Linked DNA regions of Zea mays: region 2 is linked to region 1. The links are chromatin contacts, called in public Hi-C maps. All regions are on one chromosome and are shown on one strand. The core of a region is the stretch at or near the end of the contact, and the rest is flanking DNA. Distances in the headings are between cores, read along the strand shown. Region 1 holds the start of LOC103639069. Region 2 holds the start of LOC103639076 (zinc finger protein 36).

The links. A called contact is a pair of places that touch in the nucleus more often than the background predicts.
Region 2: a contact with region 1 is called in a Hi-C map of ear, with 4 times the contacts expected there. The contact joins the promoter of LOC103639076 here to the promoter of LOC103639069 in region 1. A contact is called at or near these places in 5 of 25 Hi-C or Micro-C datasets (bundle sheath, ear, leaf and 1 more) and 1 of 3 datasets of contacts at active chromatin or transcription factors (leaf).

The regions. Positions count from the first base shown.
Region 1 is chr9:130,296,201-130,299,185 of Zm-B73-REFERENCE-NAM-5.0, reverse strand. It overlaps LOC103639069, which reads left to right and starts at 1,401. Exons shown (of 1, transcript XM_008661862.4): 1 at 1,401-2,985. The coding sequence starts at 1,870. The coding sequence ends at 2,577.
Region 2 is chr9:130,479,267-130,482,251 of Zm-B73-REFERENCE-NAM-5.0, reverse strand. LOC103639076 (zinc finger protein 36) reads left to right here and starts at 1,611. Exons shown (of 1, transcript XM_008661869.2): 1 at 1,611-2,628. The coding sequence starts at 1,761. The coding sequence ends at 2,438.

The DNA.
Region 1 (2,985 bases), core at 152-2,651:
CCCATCCGGCCAGCTCCGCCGGATGGGCAATGATGGCGCTCCACAAGCTCTGTGACGACGGCGGCCCCCAGCTCTCTTACGAAAGCAGGGCGACGTCAGCAGGGACTCGACCACTCCAACAGCTGTCCCTCCGCCAGGCTCCGTCGCGCCTCCGACAGCCACGACATCACGCCAGTAAGGTGCCAAGACCTCTCCGGCTGCCACATTGGCATGTACCTAGGGCGCTAGCTCTCTCTCCGCTAGACACGTAGCACTCTGCTACACCCCCCATTGTACACCTGGATCCTCTCCTTACGACTATAAAAGGGAGGACCAGGGCCTTCTTAGAGAAGGTTGGCCGTGCGGGACCGAGGACGGGACAGGCGCTCTCTTGGGGCCGCTCGCTTCCCTCACCCGCGTGGACGCTTGTAACCCCCCTACTGCAAGCGCACCCGACCTGGGCGCGGGACGAACACAAAGGCCGCGGGACTTCCACCTCTCTCACGCTCGACTCCGGCCACCTCGCCTCTCCCCCCTTCGCGCTCGCCCACGCGCTCGACCCATCTGGGCTGGGGCACGCAGCACACTCACTCGTCGGCTTTGGGACCCCCCTGTCTCGAAACGCCGACACTAGTCTTTTGAGCTCAAGTCTGGGTCTTGTGTGTGCGTATTTGCTGTGATCTTTGTGTTTTGTGTGAGTTGCTCATCCCTCCCTTACTCCGTGATTCTTTGTGAACATCAAAAGTGTAAGGGCGAGAGGCTCCAAGTTGTGGAGATTCCTCGCGAACGGGATAAGAAAAGAAAAGCAAAACACTGTGGTATTCAAGTTGATCATTGGATCACTTGAGAGGAGTTGAGTGCAACTCTCGTCCGTTGGGACGCCACAACGTGGAGTAGGCAAGCGTTGGTCTTGGCCGAACCACGGGATAAACCACTGTGTCATCTCTGTGTTGAACTCTTTGTGGTTATCGTATTGTGCAAGATCTTCTCTCTAGCCACTTGGTGATTATTGTGCTAACACTTAACCAAGTTTTGTGGCTTAAGTTTTAAGTTTTACAGGATCACCTATTCACCCCCCTAGGTGCTCTCAGTTACCGTTATTAAGCCATTTTCCACATTAATAATTCAATCACCGTTAATAAATGAGATTAATCTATACCATCTATTCTTAACAAAGAAAAAAAGGAAAAAAATCGATACAGGGCCTTGAATTATGTGGGCCCTGCCCTGAGCTCTAATATTGATTTGTGCCTAATTTCAAAGGCACCTACTCATGGCATAATGTGGGATCAAATCTTCATGCCATCCAACAACCAGGGAAACCCTCATACCTTTTGCAGAGGTTTTGCCGAGTCAATGATATATTTTGCTGAGTGCGGTGACTGGTGAGCCAAGCCCCGAAGCTAACACACAGCTTAGCTATAAGGCACCGAAAAGCACAAATTTATATATTTTTCTGATTATGAGAAACGGAGAGAAATGTTTTTTTCCCGCTGGCTTGCGCATGCCACATTGGGCTGCTACTGCCCAAATCACATGAGCCCACCCTGGCATTCACACTGGACATGGACACAAGCCCAGCAGACCCTTGGAACATGAAAACGGTGGTCAGATTACGCGGCATCGACTTGGTCTGGTCAACGAAATGCGGGTCGTCCAAGCTCCCCCGATTGACTGGCAACTGGCATGTGTATTTTGCAATCCAACCATGGCCTGAGCAAGAAACGGACCTGGAGGACACATGACCTTTGTTCTCTTCCATTACCTCATCTCCTGTGCTCCGATCCGATCATCCACTCCTGTGCAGATAGTGGACCGATCTGATGTGCTTATCAGCATCTGTAGGCGTTCGCCAGTGAGAGAGTAGTACTCGAGAGACCTATCGCAACAATGGCAGAGATGGTCGGGTCCGTCGTTGTCGGCGAGGTGGTCAACCGGACCTTCTCCTTCCTCATCAGCAAGCACAGCAGGGAGCGCCTGAGCACGCGGGAAGGCGTCGAGCGGCTGGAGATGGCGCACATCAAGATGGAGGCCGCGCTGGAGCTGTCCAGCCGCTGGCAGCACCACGCCACCGACGCCGACGCGTCCCTGCTCCGCTGGCGCCGGAAGCTGAGGCGCGCCGCGGACGAGTGCGACGCCGCGCTGCACCGGTGGAAGCTGCGGGAGCTGCAGGAGGAGGACGCCCGCGAGAGGCTGGCCCGGGCGCCGCTCCCGCGCCGCGTCGCGCACGCGGTCCTCTGCTTCCTCTCGGCGCTCCTGCTCCTCGCCCGCGCCCGCGGCGGCGGCGGCGACGACGACGCGTGCTCCCACGCCTGTGCCGCCGTCCGGAGGTTCGAGAGGCTGGCCAGCGGCGCCGCCGAGTTCCTCAGGTGCGTGGAGTTCGGCAGCGCGCCGCGGAGGTGCGGCGGCCTGTTCGGTGGCGGCCCCGTCGCTGGGAGGCTCGCGAGCTACGAGAGGCTGCAGCTGGGAGCTCCTCAGCAGCACCGTTTCTTGGGCGTCGGGCCCGCAAGTCCGGCGGAGGTTTGGGCGGACAGCAAGCCCTGCCGTGCTTACCCCAATCGTAGGCCGTCGTCGGGGAAGAAACTGCTGCTGGTGTGAAAAATGGCGAAGGCAACAGGAATACAGGATACACGATCTGCTCCGGTTCCAGACTTCCAGTCAAGCCAGCCAAGCAGGGCCATGTCACAGCAGCTCTGGCAGGAGGTTCCGTCTGGGCTCCGGACCGGAGAGCGCGCGGTCACTCTCAACTCCATGTGACGTTCGTATCTGCGCTGAAGGCGACAATTTTATGGCCCAACTTGTACACTGTACACCGTTGAAGTTCATCGAGTCTATGGTCAAAATTATCGTGTTTCGTGTCTTTTCAAGATTTCTGGATTGGGAATTTTAAGACCCTGTTTGGATCCATTAGGTCTCGAAACTGGTTTTTAAAAGCTAGAAATAGGTCTAGTTTTTATTTAGTTTTCAGAAACTAGTTTACTGGTTTCTTAAAAACCAAGAATCTGA
Region 2 (2,985 bases), core at 362-2,861, 180 kb before region 1:
AAGTCGCTGTGCTGCTGTGAATATTTAGGCAAGGGTGGTCTTAAGTTAGAATTGCTGTTTGAAACTAATCTACCAATTCTGCTACGTCAAGTCGTCAATTTAATCGTACAACAACTCTATACAAAAATCTGGAGTTCTAACATGTCTCTATATGTTCTATAGACTTCACCCTCTTTTTTTTGTTTGTCTAGAGTAAATTAAAGCTCATAGATCGAGCTATCAGATCTAGCTATTAAAGATAGGAGGAACTGTAGCAACGCGGTCCTAAGTCTCTTGGGCTCTGGTTTCTTTAAAAACAGTTTCGGTTCTGGCTCTTCTCTCTTTGGCTTTTCTGGAGAAGTCGGAGTTGTTTCGTAATTCGTTTAGCAAAACAATCTCTCTTTATTTCGAATAATGTATTAGGGAAATGAAAACGGAGCAGATAAAAGCCACATTTTTTATGATCTGGCTCCCAACACAAAAATAGCTCTAGCTCCTCAAGGGCTCTCGATGCGAAGCCGTTTTTTATGCCCGTTTGATAGGGCTTCACGATAAGACTGAACTAGAGCCGTCTAAAGAGCCATGTCAAAGGAGCCCTAAAAAGCCCTTCACCTATACTATATGTTTTTTTTGAAAACGGATTATGGCACACTTTTCTAGCATAGCCTAAGGTCCTGTTTAGATGCATTATATGCTAAACCAACATGCGCAGCTTTTTAATCCTTTACAAGAAGTTTTATAAGATGTTTTTAGTTCAACGGAAGTAGGTTCTGTATGCCGTCTAAGTTGGCGTAGTTGGAGGCTGGTTTAAGGGCACGCGTAGCTCAATCAACACGTGCATGACGCGTTCCGTGCGCACACACAGGTTGATGAGTTTTTACCCGTGGAAGTCTAAATCCAGTGCACGCAGTAGCCCGTGCACCTTTGCCTCTAAGCTTTGCACACAGGAACAGAGGAAATATATACTTATTTGCGCTAGTTTGATAACTTTTTTTTTAAAGGATTCCTATTTTTTTTAAAAAAAATGAAAATCACTTGAAAAAATAATGTTGCCAGATAACAATCGGAAGTTGCTCTTGCTTGGTCCGGTACGGTAGCGAGGTATTGCACGTGCTCAATAAAGATTTGATATTTGAATGTATTATAGCTAATAGTTAGCGGTTAAAATTAGTTAGAGACATCTAAATACCTTAGTTAATAGTTTAACTATTAGCTACTTTTAGTAAATTAGTTAATTAGCTAGCTAATTTCACTAACAATTTTTTAGTCAAGTAACTATTAACTCTACTACATGGAAACATCACCATAGGTTACGTACATTAGATTTTTTTATTTTATTTCCATCTTATTCTTTATTTTATATTCAACTCTATAAACAGTGTTAAACATCATTATCCCTTATTTTACCCAATGTGTTAGAGATGGGCCGCCGGCTCAGCAGCTCAGGTCCCCGTGATAAAATAATGGACCCTGCCGTGTTAAAATAACGCCGGGCTGCTTGCCTAGCCCGCGCGAACCAACGCAGCAGCGGCCACCGCCCGCATGTTTGACTCTCCCATGCCGAACGTATCGCTTTCTCTGTCTGCCTGTCCTACTCCCTATAAATACGCTCCAGCCACTCTCTACTCTTCCAACGCCGCCGATCCAATCCATCCTTCTTCCAGCTCTGCTACCGTAGCGTAGAGACGCGTGCGGAGCAGCCTGAGACCTACAGTAGAACTAGAAGTTAGCCTGAGACCAGCGAGTTTTCTCAGCACCTGTCGTCATCAGATCAGCTAGCCATGGACGGCGGTTTCCCAGCACTTCTTGACCCCACCGCGCTCTCACTGGCGCTGCCGGTGACCCAGGGCCCGCAAGGGCTCAATAAGCTCAGCAAGGACGACTACCTCGCCATCTGCCTCGCCGCGCTCGCCGGCACGCGAGGAAGCAGCCTCGTCGTCAAGGCCGCCGCTGGGTTCGGGAGGCAAGAGACCGGCGGCATTAATAAGCAGTCGTGGTGCCCACCGCAGCCGGCCCCCGCCGCGCACGACGAGGCGCTCCGGCTCCGGTTCCGGTGCGCGGTGTGCGGGAAGGCGTTCCCGTCGTACCAGGCGCTGGGCGGCCACAAGTCCAGCCACCGCAAGCCGCCCACGGCGGAGCAGCAGGCGGTGGTTTCCGCGGCCGACTCCGAGGACGAGACGACGACGTCCTCGGGAGGAGGCCCGCACCGATGCACGATCTGCCGGAGGGGATTCGCCACGGGCCAGGCGCTCGGCGGGCACAAGCGCTGCCACTACTGGGACGGCGCGTCGGCGTCCGTCTCCCTGTCCGCGTCCGGTACGGGGTCGTCGGGCGTCACACTGAGGAACTTTGACCTCAACCTGATACCCGTGGCGGAGAACGCTGGGATGAAGAGGTGGGTCGAGGAGGAGGAGGTGCAGAGTCCACTGCCGATCAAGAAGCGCAGGATCTTGGATTAGTTATTAGCTCTCGGCTCTCGCGCTCCTACCAGCGGTTGAGACCTGTGTGCCCATAGCCTCGGTTCGTGTAAAAAGGAAGATTGATTGTTTCATCGATTATTTGATTCGTTCTTTACTTCTTTCACACTAATAAAATATTTGATTGTTGTTTCACGATTTTTTTATTAAAAAATCTCAAAGTTATAACTCAGACTAAGGACCTGTTTGTTTCAGCTTATAGATTATATAATCTGGATTATAATCTAAATTATATAATCCAGATTATAATCTAGATATATTATAATCTATATGTAGTTGTTTAGTAGTTTAGATTATACAAATGTAGATTATTCACAAAGACAACAATACTCTTATTGTTTATTTGAGGTGAGAAAAGAAGGATGGTATATATTGTAATTTCTATTTACATTACTATGTGTAGGGGGTCTTTTGCCAAAATAATCTCAAATAAGTTAGTCTTGAGGAGATTATGAGATTATCATAATCTGGAGTTTAGATTATATAATCTGGACTCATAGTCTATGTGTTTGTTTAACTATTAGATTAT